Regions from separate parts of the Mus musculus genome. Here region 2 is linked to region 1. Evidence: chromatin contacts called from public HiChIP or PLAC-seq data. All regions are on one chromosome and are shown on one strand. Each heading gives the region's core, a stretch centred on a gene start, on an enhancer-like site or on the middle of the called end of the contact. The rest is flanking DNA. Distances are from core to core; before and after follow the strand shown.

Region 1 (6,229 bases), core at 3,102-5,601:
GTGTGTGCCTAAGAAGTTTGAGGATCCTGTCAGGACACCCAAAGATTTTTTTTTTTTTTTTTTTTTGGTTTGGTTTTTCGAAACAGGGTTTCTCTGTATAGCCCTGGCTGTCCTGGAACTCACTTTGTAGACCAGGCTGGCCTCGAACTCAGAAATCCGCCTGCCTCTGCCTCCCGAGTGCTGGGATTAAAGGTGTTCGGCACCACCAAAGTTTTTGTTATTGTTTTTCTGGTTTGCTTTTAAAGACAAGAGTTTCTCTGTGCTGCCCTAGAACTTGTTCCATAGACCAGGCTGGCCTTGAACCACAAAGATCCAGCTGCCTTCTGGGATCAAAGCCATGTGCCACCCCTGCCCAACTTGTTTTTATGTTGGGATTTCACCATCCCAGGCTGGTTACACATTTGGTATGAAATTAAAAGTGACCTTGCATTTCTAATCCTCCTGTCCCTAAATTCTGAGAATTCACTACCAACTGAGGTATATCTCCAGTCCCAGATACCAAGGTCTTTTGGGTTTGTTTCTTTCCTTTATTTTATTCTAAAATAGTCAGATTATCTCTGTAACCTTGGCTGTCCGGGTACTAGCTCTGTAAGCCAATCAGATCTCTCTGCCTTTGCTGGGACTAATGGCGTGCTCTGCCGTACCAGCTGGACATTAATTTTAAGGGAAATATGCTAATATGGAGATTAGATAGGCCTGTGAGCTGGGAACTCCAAACTGAATACATGACCACTTCAAGGTACGGTCAAGGGGACGGTTTTTATTGTAGGTATAAGGGAAAGCACAGCCAGAGAGAAAGTAGTAGATTAAAAATGGGTAGCGGACTGAGCTGGGCCATGAGAGAAGAAAGGGGGAGGTGGTGAACAGGGGCAAGAGAGGAAGACAAAAGAGAACATAGCTGAAATACCAGAGTTGTAAGGGAATGATCGGGGAGGGGAAAGTTTAGGAGTCAGAGAAGTTTAGGAGAGGGGGCAGGGTACTCAGGGCTGAGAGAAGACATAGGTAATGATACTGAGGGAACCTGGAGGCCAGCAGGCACCCTGCTATGCTATTAGGCACCACAGATAGTCCTGTGCCCTGAGTTTCTTTTGGCCCTGACAGGAAGTACATTTGAGACAGCTTTATCAACTCCTGAATAGAACATGGACTTACAGGGAGGTGGAAAGGATTTGAAACATTTCAGCCATTTTGAGGAGGGGGCGGGGAACAGGTATAGCCGGTCACTTTCCAAAATCAGTGTCTTAAATCAGCTATAAGCTTGACCGTCAAGGGAACAGGCTCCGAAGTCTCCTAAGAATCTCTGGGAAGGGCCTGTTGAACTGTTGACCTAAAAAAGGCAGAAAGGCGTGGCGGAAAACAACTTGAATTCCAGCACTCAGGGGGCAGAGGCAAGTGGATCTCTCTGAGTCTGAGGCCAGCTGGTCGACAAGGTGAGATCCAGGACCGCCAGGGATACACTTGACACCCAGGGATACACAGAGAAACTGTGTTTTGAAAAACAAAACCAGGGGGGTGGATAATGGGGACTTTTGGGATAATATTTGAAATGTAAATGAGGAAAATATCTAAGACAAAAAAAAATAACGAGGACAGTCTTTAAAAAAAGTAGAAGAAAGAGAGATGGAGAGAGAAAGAAAGAAAGACACAGAAAGGAAGGAAGAAAGAAAGAAAGGAAGAAAGAAAGAAAGAAAGAAAGAAAGAAAGAAAGAAAGAAAGAAAGAACAAAAGGCAGGCAGGCAGGCAGGAAGGAAGGAAGAAAGGAAGGAAGGAAGGAAGGAAGGAAGGAAGGAAGGAAGGAAGGAAGAAAAATACAGAAAGAAACGAGCACACAAAAAGAAAAGGCCTGGGTGTGGCTGAATGTATTTATAGTTTCAGCTCTGTAGGATGTCAGGGGAATTTCTTCTGCTCAGATTTTTTTTTTTTTTTAAGTTTTTTTCAAGGCAGGGTTTTTCTGTGTAGCCCGGGCTTTCCTGTCACTCTCTCTATACCAGGTTGGTCTCAAGTTAAAGATCTGCCTGCCCAGTGCTGGCTCAAAGGGTTGTACCATTATCTGGCCTTAGCACAGGATTTCAAGGATAGCCTGGGCCTACAAACAAACAAACAAACAAATTCTACAAATCTTCAATTTATCCGTCGCTTCTTAAGGTTTTTGTTGTTTGTTTTGTTTTATTCTGAAACAGGGTCCCACTGTGTTTGCTGTGGTTGCCCTGGCTGTCTTTGAACTTAGAGATCTGCCTCTCTCTGCTCCCCTAGTGCCGGGATCAAAGGCCTGTATCTCCAAACTAATACTTAATCTTTAAATTCTTTTTTTTTTTTTTTTTTTTTTCGAGACAGGGTTCCTCTGTATAGCCCTGGCTGTCCTGGAACTCACTTTGTAGACCAGACTGGCCTCGAACTCAGAAATTTGTCTGCCTCTGCCTCCCGAGTGCTGGGATTAAAGGTGTGTGCCAACACGCCCGGCTCATCTTTAAATTTTTTTATACAAAGTCAATTGGTATCAAAATCTGATTTGTCAATCGTGGTGGTACAAGGCAGATCTCTTTTGAGTTCAAGGCCAGCCTGATCTGCAAGACCAGCTTGATCTATAAGACCAACCTGGTCTATAGCAAGTTTCAGAGTAGCCAGGGCTACATAGTGAGACCTTACCTAAAGATCCAAACCAAATAAAACAGAATTCCTGAGTTAATTACTATACAGGCGCTAGAGAGATGGTTCAGGCGGTAAAGGCACTTGCTGACAACCTGAGAACAATCCCTGGGTCCCTTACGCTAGAAGGAGAGAACCAACTCCTGCAAGTTGTCCTTCCACCTCTACATACAGGTTCAGGCATGCACACGTGTATACCCAAATGAATTAAATACATAGTAGATACTAGGCAAAGGTTTTTGTTGTTGTTGTTGTTTGGTTGGTTTTGTTTTTTTCGAGACAGGGTTTCTCTGTGTAGCCCTGGCTGTCCTGGAACTCATTCTGTAGACCAGGCTGGCCTTGAACTCAGGCCTGCCTCTGCCTCCCAAGTGCTGGGATTAAAGGCGTGAGCCACCACTGCCTGGCAGCCAAGCTCTTTTTACAGAAGTTGAAAACTTGTGACTTGTTATGAACAATAGTCCTCAGCATTCCAAGAAGTTATGTGACCTTACTCAAGTTGGGCTTACAAATTAGAAGCATTTTTTGTTTTATAGATCTTTTTAGCATAGTAATTTCAATTTAAAACATCACAAATTGAGGACTGGAGAGACAGTTCATGGGTGAAGAGCACTGGCTATTTTTAGAGGCCCCACATTCGTTTCCCAGCACCCACATGGTTGCTCACAGCCATCTCTAACCCTAGTCCTAAGGGCCCTGACACCCTCTTCTGGTCTCTGGGTACACTGCATGCATGTGGTGTATAGAATACATGCAGAGTGGATCAGTGTGACGGACGAATGGTTTTAGTGACTAGTTGTGTCTAGATCCTATTGCACTGATGGTCATGAAGTTGAAACATGGGGGAAAATGAACTTTATACCCTTCTTCATGACTTCTGTCCTTTTGCCTGCCTCCTTTCTCATCTCCTAATATTACAGTCTTGGTTTCCTCTCTAAATTTTTAGACTTTTAACCCTCACCTAAACCTGTATCAGCTTTTATAAAAATCTTTTCAAAACTTCACACTGAAGCATCTGCCTCCAAAGGTTTTGAATGTGAACGTGGGTAAACTCTGTTCTTTCAAATGGCCCATCTCTTATTTTTTAATTGCCCTGTGTGAGTCTCAGGACCACTAAGTCTAACAGGCTGTGACCAGTGATTGTCTCTAGGGCATCTGAGCCTCACAGAGTCTGGGAAGACTGACAGGAGGAGGTGACCCAAGGTCTGTGAGTGCAGGCTCCACCCACTGGAGCTGAGCACACACTTGGAGGTTCCACTTACCTTAGCTCTGCCTTCAGGGTCTGACATGGCTCACCTGATGACTGTGCAGTTGTTGCTCCTGGTGATGTGGATGGCCGAATGTGCTCAGTCCAGAGCTACTCGGGCCAGGACTGAACTTCTCAATGTCTGCATGGATGCCAAACACCACAAAGAAAAACCGGGCCCTGAGGACAATTTACACGACCAGGTAGGACGAAGGGTGATGTGTGGCTGACTAAGGGCTCGTGGGTCAGGAGAAAGAAGTATCTAGTCCCAGTTTATGGTGGAGGTGGTCAGACCTACCTGAGGAGACCTTCGGTTCTCTCTAGTGTGGGTGACTTTGACAGTACATATTGGCTGCCAACTGCCAGTGTGATATTATCAGCTCATCTTCCTGGTAGCTGAGTTTTGACGTTGCATAAGTAAGGAAGTAGATTCAAGGAGGAACTTGGGAATGGAACAGGCAAACCATTGTGATGGTTTTAGATTTAAACTGATTGGGGAGGACGCCTCTGGGAGTCTCAGGGGAGGGACTGTATGCTGCCCAGTCACTTTTCTGCCAGCCTTTGAAGACTTGAGAAGGAGACTCTCATATCTGAGAAGCCTTTGGAGGCAGGCATCTAGCGAACACTTGGACTGTGGTCCTCAGCTTGAGGGCTGGAGGGCTTGAGGGCTCTGTGTTATAACAGTTGTTTGCCATAGTGCTTTTAGTATCCCAAAGCTCACTAAACATTTAATAAAATCAGTGTGATGCAACAACTATGAAGTCAACCAGCAGCAGGTCTGCTATTGGGGAGGTACAATCAGTGCAGACAACAAAGTGGGAGGGGGGTCTCAAAAAAAGCCAAGATGAGGGCTGGAGAGTTGGCTCAGTGGTTAAAAGCACTTGTTGAGCTTGCAGAATACCAAGGTCTGATCCACAACATCCAAGGTGGTGGATCCATCCCCTTTCAGGGGATGCAATGCCCTCTTCTGACCTCTGCAGGCACCAGGTGTGCATGTGATACATATAAAATAAATAAAGCTAATAAGTAAATAAGCAAATAGGCCTGGGGATGTAGCTCAGCTGATAGAGTACCTGCATGGCAGTCACAAATCTCTAGCACCATATGGAACTGGATGTGTTGACACATAAATGTAACCTCAGCCCAGGGGAGGTAGAGGTAGTCAGGGTCAGAAGTTCAAGGTTACCTTCAGCTACATAGTGAGTTCAGTGCCAGTCTGGAATATATGAAACCCTGTCAAGAAAGGGATAGAGAGAGGGAGGAGAGAGGGAGGAGGCTATTTTTATTATTTATTTTTTGAGACAGGGTTCTACTATGTAATTCTGGCTAGCCTGACTCTCACAGAGATCTGTCTGCCTCAATCTCCTGAGTGCTAGGATTAAAGGTGGACATACCACACCACAAAAAAATTTAAAAAAGCAAAAGAAAAGCAATCTGTATCATGTGCATCAATGGATAAATGAGCATGTTGACTCTATTAGCTGAGAGCTGTCAGGTTCTATTTGCTGCTGGTTTTTTGTTTATTTGTTTTTATGTATTTATTTTTATGGTATTTTGCATGCATATTTGTCAATCAAAGAAGTGCAGTGCATGCAAAGGCCAGAAGAGGGTGTTGGAGTCTCCACGACCAGAGTTATAGGTGGTTGTGAGCCTCCACGTGCATGCTGGGAGCTGAATCCAAGTCCTCTGTAAGAATGACAAGTGCTCTCAACCCCTGAGCCATCACTCCAGGCTCTATTTACTTTTTGTAATACTTAAGCTAAGCAGTGGTGATGCATGTGTTTAATCCTAGCACTTGGAGGCAGAGGCAGACGGATTTCTGAGTTTGAGATCAGCCTGGTCTACATAGTGAGGTCCAGGATAGTCAGATCTACACAGAGAAACCATGTTCTAAATAAATAAATAAATAAATAAGCCTAAATAAAATTTAAAAATATTTAAGATTTGTACCTTGAGAATTCCATATGTACATACAATGTATTTCCATCATGTGTAGCTCAGGCACACCCACCCTTTGGGTTCTACTTTGTCTTTTCCTCCCACAGGAGCATGGTCAGCCTATTTGAACCACATTTGACTCTTCCCTGGGAATCACAAACTATCAATAGATCCTCAGCTAGGGATGAGGTTCCTGTGTCCTTCTCTAACCCACTGCTGCTGCTAATTTGTTCGTTTGTTTGTGTCTGGGAGACAGGGTCTCTCTTGTAGCCTGTCTGGCCTGGAACTCAAACAGGCTGGCCTCCCGGGATAAAGGATTAAAGGTGTGTGCCTCCATACCTGTGCTGCTGTTTTGAAACACTGAGCACAAGGTTGCTAGTTTTAGATTGAGCAGTGGCTACC
Region 2 (6,171 bases), core at 1,421-3,920, 380 kb before region 1:
AAACAACCATGCTAGGGCCATCTTGAAGTCAAAGGTCAGAATAAAGGTCTTCACCTTGTCTGCTTTGTGAGACAAACACCAGGCCAGAGGTTAGGAGATCCGATCCTTAAGCTAAATTTGCAACTAAGTCTTTCTTTGTATCACTCTGGTCAACTTAGTTATCTCTTGACTCTATTTCAACATTAAGTTGCAAGCCAGGCCTGCCGGTGCACACCTTTAATCCCAGTGCCTGGGAGGCAGAAGCCACCTGGTCTACATATAAGTTTCAGGCCAGCCAGGGTGACATAGTCTCGAAAAAATATGGCTTATATTTTCAGTGCCTCAGACCCAGCGTTCCTGTCTCCCCAGCCTGATCTGTCCAGGTTGGAACTGTCGCTCTTTACACAAAGTACAAAGACTGCTGTAGGTGCACAGATAAAAGGGCAGGAATGCTGGGATCTTGTCTCGGGACTCCAGGATGAGCTGTATACTTTGCCCTCTGTCCCAGCTCTGTGCCCACTGACAGTGGAAAATAGATGTAGTGTTTCCTCCCTGATGTTTTTTTCCCTTGTGGAAACCCCCTCAGACCTTGGGTGGCACACTTAGAGGACTGGGAAGCCCTGGGTTTCTCTGTTTTTAAGTTGGAGGACAGGATTGCAAGGTTGGCACTCCCAGCCTCCTGTGAAGTGAGCAAAAGCAAGGGAAGTGCCACTTCACGGGGCCCAGAGATTGCTGAGCTGCTGCTAGGCAGGGAGAAATAAGCCAGTGTGTGAGCCTTCCTCTGTGTGGCTGGGTGGGGGAGGGGTGGCTTGGCTCCCCAAGCTGGAGCTGTCCTGTCTCTGGGGCTCACCCTTTGTGGAACACCCTGGGTGTTGAGATGAGCATGAGACACACATAGTGAAGCTGTCTCAACCCTCTGTGTCCTCAGCTCCAATTGCCCTGTTTCTTCCTTCTTTTCAGTCAATCCCTAGAAAGTAGCATCAGGTCTCTCCTCTTACCCTACCTACTATAGTCTAAAATCCTCTGTGCTGGAACCCAGAGGTGGAAAGGACAAAAAAGGGAAGAGTCCTTCAGTGTGGGCTTGCTCACGCTCTCTCTCTCTCTCTCTCTCTCTCTCTCACTCTCCCTCTCCCTCCCCCCCCTCTCTCTCTCTTTCTTTTCCTTTTTCAGACAGTGTTTCTCTGTGTAACTCTGGCTGTCCTGGAACTCACTCTGTAGACCAGGCTGGCCTCAAACTTTTGAGTGTAGTGCCTCTGTCTCCTGAGTGCTGGCATTAAAGGCATGTGCCACTACACATAGTTCAAGCCTTTTTTTTTTTTTAAGGCTGAGAACTAGGCTCTCTTGGGCTCTTCCCTGCTGCTGCTGAGAAGGGGTAGAAAGAGCCTCAGCCCTTGGCCTGGTCCCAGTCCCACACTGACCTCATGTCTCCCCCAGCTTCCTCCTCCCAGCCCAGCTGCAGCCAGCTGCAACCCCAGTGTGAGCCTCCTTGTTTTACCTACAAACAAACAAACAAACAAACTTGCAGTGCCCTTTTCCTGGCCTGTCTTTGGTCAAAGGTCTTCAGCGATTCTAGTCCATACCTTGGCTTATCTTCTACTTTTTCTTCCCACTTTCTCCAGCCCCTCTGAGTTACCACTGCTTGACTTCTCACTCTTTTAGTGGAGGACAGAGCAATCTAGTTTGTGTGTGCATTACCCTAACTTTCTGTTTCTCTGAGTGAGGAAGAAGTTGGCTACCTCTCTCCAGTGTCTCTTGGGCATAGAGGCTTTCCTTGTTCCCAGTCTCAATGTCAGGATTGATTGGGGGTGAGGAGTGGAGCGGGTGTGTGTCACTCTGCAACTTTTGCTCAGCCCTGTGCTGGGCTTCTACACATAAACAGGCTTGCCTCCCCATAGATCATCCAGTAGGAGTCCAGCACAAGGAACAGAATAGTCACTACTGGGAAAGGTGGAAGCGGGGAGCTGTGTGTGATAGGCTGGAGAAGGTGGGGACAGAACTGAGCCCAGGGAAGAACCTGAAGGGCGCACAGCATTCATGGGGGTGAGCTCTTGTGTGTACAGAGGAGCAGATTAAGCTCATAGTTGTTTTGTTTTGTTTTTTACTGACAGCCACATGTGCTGGACTCAGTCAGCTAGGGAGTCAGAAACCAGGCAGGACTTTTCCCAGTCTAAGAACAAGAGATAAGATTCTGACCAGCTTCCACATGAAATAAACAGGGACTAGACTTTGGATCAGTGAAGTCACTTGTGACTTGGATTGGGACATACACACACCTTGGGTTTTCCAAGGCAGAGTTTTTCGGTGTAGCCCTGGCTGTCCTGGAACTCATTCTGTAGACCGGGCTGGCTTTAAACTCAAGAGTTCTGCCTGCCTCCACTTCCAAAGTGCTTGGTTTAAAGGCATGTGCCACCACCACCCAGCTGGTACAGAAACCTTCTTGGAGGAGCTGCAGCAGGGCTTGGCCCTGTTTGGTATTGCTTGTGTGTTGGGGTAGAGACTTATGCAGGTCACTTTGCAGAGGTAAGGGCTGGGATGTGCATTCTCAGTAGGGAGGGTTGCAAAATACTAAGAGCCTTCCTTGTGCAGGCTACAGGAGTACACTTACCCATCTTTTAGAGCCCATGCCTCCCCTCCCCCGCTCTCAGTTGGGACACTTCCCCTGCTCTAACTGCCACAGAAATCAGGCAATCAGGCAAACATCAGTACTTCCTTTTCCTCCCTCTTCTGGACCTGCCTAGGACACACCCCAACGCCAGGGCCCACTGGATGCAAGCTGAACTTCAGGGACCAGACTCTCACCCTGACAGGTTCCACCCTCCTGCCCCATGAGCTATCTTCCCACACTAACTCTTCTAGAGCCATTTCAAACTAATTCACAAGATTTTTTTGGTTATCATTATTCTCCACTAAGACTCAGCATTGTAATATTGTTGGTTGGGGCAGGCTTGAGAGGGGTCCGTCCTACTCCTCATAAGTGCTTTCCCAACAGATCAGAAGGCAGTGGCTGTGCACTCCTGTGTGTCTAGCCCTACACTCACAGCTTTTCTGTGGTTGAGGAGACAGAAACCCAGCCTGCTATTTAAGGGGGCATCTACCACTTATGTACAGAGAAGGAGATCCACAGCCAAAGCAGAGTTAAAAGAGGTAACGATGCTATGGAGCCTTATGGAGTGGTGAGACTTAGCCTAGGCCCAGAAGAATGGGGAAGATTTGAAAGGGGAAAGGGAATAGCAACAGAAAGGAAAACAAGCATAAACTCTGAGAGACAAGAATGAGTAGGACTTGATAGGTGTGGTGCCCACCTTCAATCCCAGCATTTGGGAGACAGAGGCAAGTGGATCTCAGAGTTCAAGGCCAGCCTGGTCTACAAACTCCAGGCTAGCTAGGGCTACACAATGAAGCTGTCTTGAAAAAGGAGGAGGAGAAGGGATAAGAAGAGGAGAATGACGGAGACTTGCTTTACAAACACCTTGTAGACCCTTTTGGAGCAAGGGAGCTAGGAACTCATAAGTACCTATATCATGCAATACTGTATATTAATGCACTTAAGCTTTATAGTAACCCCGTGAGAGAGTACTGCTGTAGCCACAATTGAGAGATAAGGAAAATGAAGATTAACGAGGCAATTCATTCTAAGTCCAGGGTCACACAACTGATAAGTGGTGGGAAAAAGAGTTTAAATCCAGGTCTGTATGATTCTAAAACCCCTCACAATTGAATGACAAAGTGAGAATCCAGGCATGAGTTTAAGTAGTTAAAGGAAGCTTATCTGACCCACTTCAGCCAGAGAATTTGAGGGAAAAGACTTGCCATACAGCTGGAGATAGCATGCCAAAGACAAAGTACTTGCCCAGCATGTGTGAAGCTCTAGGTTCAATCCTCACTAATGCTAACAACAACAACAAGATAATAAAATAAAGGTGAAAAGAGAATAGTTGTATTGGGAAAGGGGGAAAGTTTGAACTGGGAGTAAGTAGGGAGCAACTAGATCCTACTCACACATGCGCATATGTCATGCTTATTGCCTGTAGGGATGGAAGGCTTTGCTCTTGTCGCTGCCAATGTACATGGCACGAGATAATTTACAAAGTAGAATGCACCCTCATTCTGTACCCTCATGAGGCCAGGAAGGCGAGTGTTATGGCTGTTGCTGTAGATGAAGAAACTGAGGCTGACGTAAAGGAAATGACTAATTTGTTCAAGGCTCCACAGTTATCTGGGAGCCATCAGATACAGTGAAAAAAACTTGGGGCTTTGGATCACAGAGCTAAGTTTGTGTCCTGGCTCCCATACTCTAAGTAGCTGTGTGAGGTTAGATTACTTTTAACAGTTAGGGTTAGGGTGTTTTATTGAGGATCTAGGTCAGCAGGGTGAGCTCAGTGGGTCAGATTCAGGTATCTGGTGCTCTTGATCATATGCCACACTAAGTCATTCATAATCCTTTTCCGGTGCCAGCCTGGAAGCTACTCTCCCTCCCCACTCCTGTGAGGGCTGACTTACTGATCGCTGGTTGATAACCACCTCCCTAGAGAGCCTGTTGCACTTTTGGTCTCTTGGGCCTGTGACTGCTGGCTAACATTCCCTCCTTGCCTTCCTGTCTGTGCAGCCCATTGCTGGATTTGAGGGGGCCATAGTCTTACTGCCACTTCATCCGCTTCTGAACGGACCTGAAGATTTCAGGCCCAGGAATTCTGCTGTGAAATGCCAGGACCCAAATAATACAATGGACACAACTAATGATCCATGTTAGGATACCAGAAAATAGATTTCATTCTGAAGTTTTCCTATGTGTGCATATTTTATACACACAGTCACCCCCATTCCCTCTCCTCACCCCTTCTGTCTACACATTGCCCTTCCTCTTCCCAAGTAGTTCCCCTTCTGCTTCTCTCTCTCTCTCACACACACATACACACACATATTTAAAATATATTTAAATTTAGATTTCACATATGAACTATGAATCTTTTCCTCTGTAGGCCTAAGTCTTTTTTGTTTCGAGGCAGGTTTTTATTATGTATCTCTGATAGGCCTAGAACTCACTAGGTAGACCAGGTTGGTCCAAAGCTTGCATAATCCTGCCTCTGCTGCCTGAATGCTGGGATTACTGGTAAACTTACCCCGTCTAGCTTGTTTTACTTCATTCACCTAGTGCCCTTGTTGTAGATTTCTTAAGATTTATTTTTTAATTATGTGTATTTGTGTCTGTCTGTCTGTCTATATGTTTTTTCATACAAGTGTCAATAGGCTTCCCTGGAGCTGGAGTGACAGGCAGTTATGGAGCTGCTCAGAGAGGGTCGGGGCTGGGAATTGAACTCAGGTGTTCTGCAAGGCAGTACCTGCTCTTAATTGCTGAGCCATCTCTCCAACCCTGTCATAGACTTTCTACTTCATTACCTGAAAAGAGAAACTGAGGCCCAGACAGATAAGTGCCCAGTGCTTGGCCGCAGTGAGTCCGAGAGCTGCAGTAGAATTAGGTCTGTGGTCTTGCAGCTTGAGACTCCCTCTGCTACCCTGGAGGGCCTTATGTACATCTGCTACCCACTCTGAGGGACGACTGCTGACTCTCCTGAGCTTGAACACGCACTCGTTTACAGCAGATGGGAATCCTGTTGGTGGGAGTGAGAAGTTACCTCATCCAGTTGCACCATTTCCCTCCCAGCTGGTCCGAGAAGAGAGCGTTCTGGGAGAGAACCAGTCCCAGAGGTTGGGTCCATTGAAGCCTCACAGCACCAAAGTTCCATCATTTCTGCTTCCCAGCAATGGGTTGCCCTGGTGCCATCATGCATATTGACTTTGACTTTTGAGGCTTTGGAACAAATCCTGAGAGACTAATGAGAGGAGTCCATAAGTAGTTCGTTAATGATCTAACAGATCCCTGTACTGAGGAAGAACAAAAGTTGACCAGGTACTATCCTCAGTGCTTTAAAAGTAATGACTAATCCATAACATAAGTACATGCTGTAGGTATTATGTCCATTTCACAGGTAAAAATACTAAGGTTTGAAGAAGTAGTTTTTCCACTGTCATTGCTAGAAACAGGGATTCGACATTAGGCTGGTACCAGAGCCCATATAATGCTGCAGATTTGCAACATCTTGCTCAGTACCTCTCCTTGTTTCAATGTTTATTTAGGGTGGGGGTTCAAGACAGGATTCCTCTGTGTGACAGCTCTGGCTGTCCTGGAACTCT

What was found. HiChIP or PLAC-seq counts read pairs in DNA pulled down with a chosen protein or histone mark.
Region 2: an H3K4me3 HiChIP or PLAC-seq map of bone marrow-derived macrophages shows a contact between it and region 1, with 3 times the contacts expected there. The contact joins two enhancer-like sites. A contact is called at or near these places in 1 of 115 datasets of contacts at active chromatin or transcription factors (bone marrow-derived macrophages) and 1 of 9 other capture datasets (liver).

Annotation. Positions count from the first base shown.
Region 1 is chr7:101,861,788-101,868,016 of GRCm38.p6, reverse strand. Folr1 (folate receptor 1 (adult)) reads left to right here. Exons shown (of 7, transcript NM_001252554.1): 4 at 3,923-4,092. The coding sequence starts at 3,931. Among named protein-coding and RNA genes, the nearest start is that of Gm35597, 5.8 kb to the left of the region's middle. Within about 2 kb of position 4,351, at least 3 of the 459 cell types and tissues checked have an H3K27ac peak or open chromatin away from gene starts, as enhancers often do. A contact at or near this core is called in bone marrow-derived macrophages, where this site is marked.
Region 2 is chr7:102,240,555-102,246,725 of GRCm38.p6, reverse strand. All of the region lies in intron 1 of Rhog (ras homolog family member G), which reads left to right. Among named protein-coding and RNA genes, the nearest start is that of Rhog, 6.5 kb to the left of the region's middle. Within about 2 kb of position 2,670, at least 102 of the 459 cell types and tissues checked have an H3K27ac peak or open chromatin away from gene starts, as enhancers often do. A contact at or near this core is called in bone marrow-derived macrophages, where this site is marked.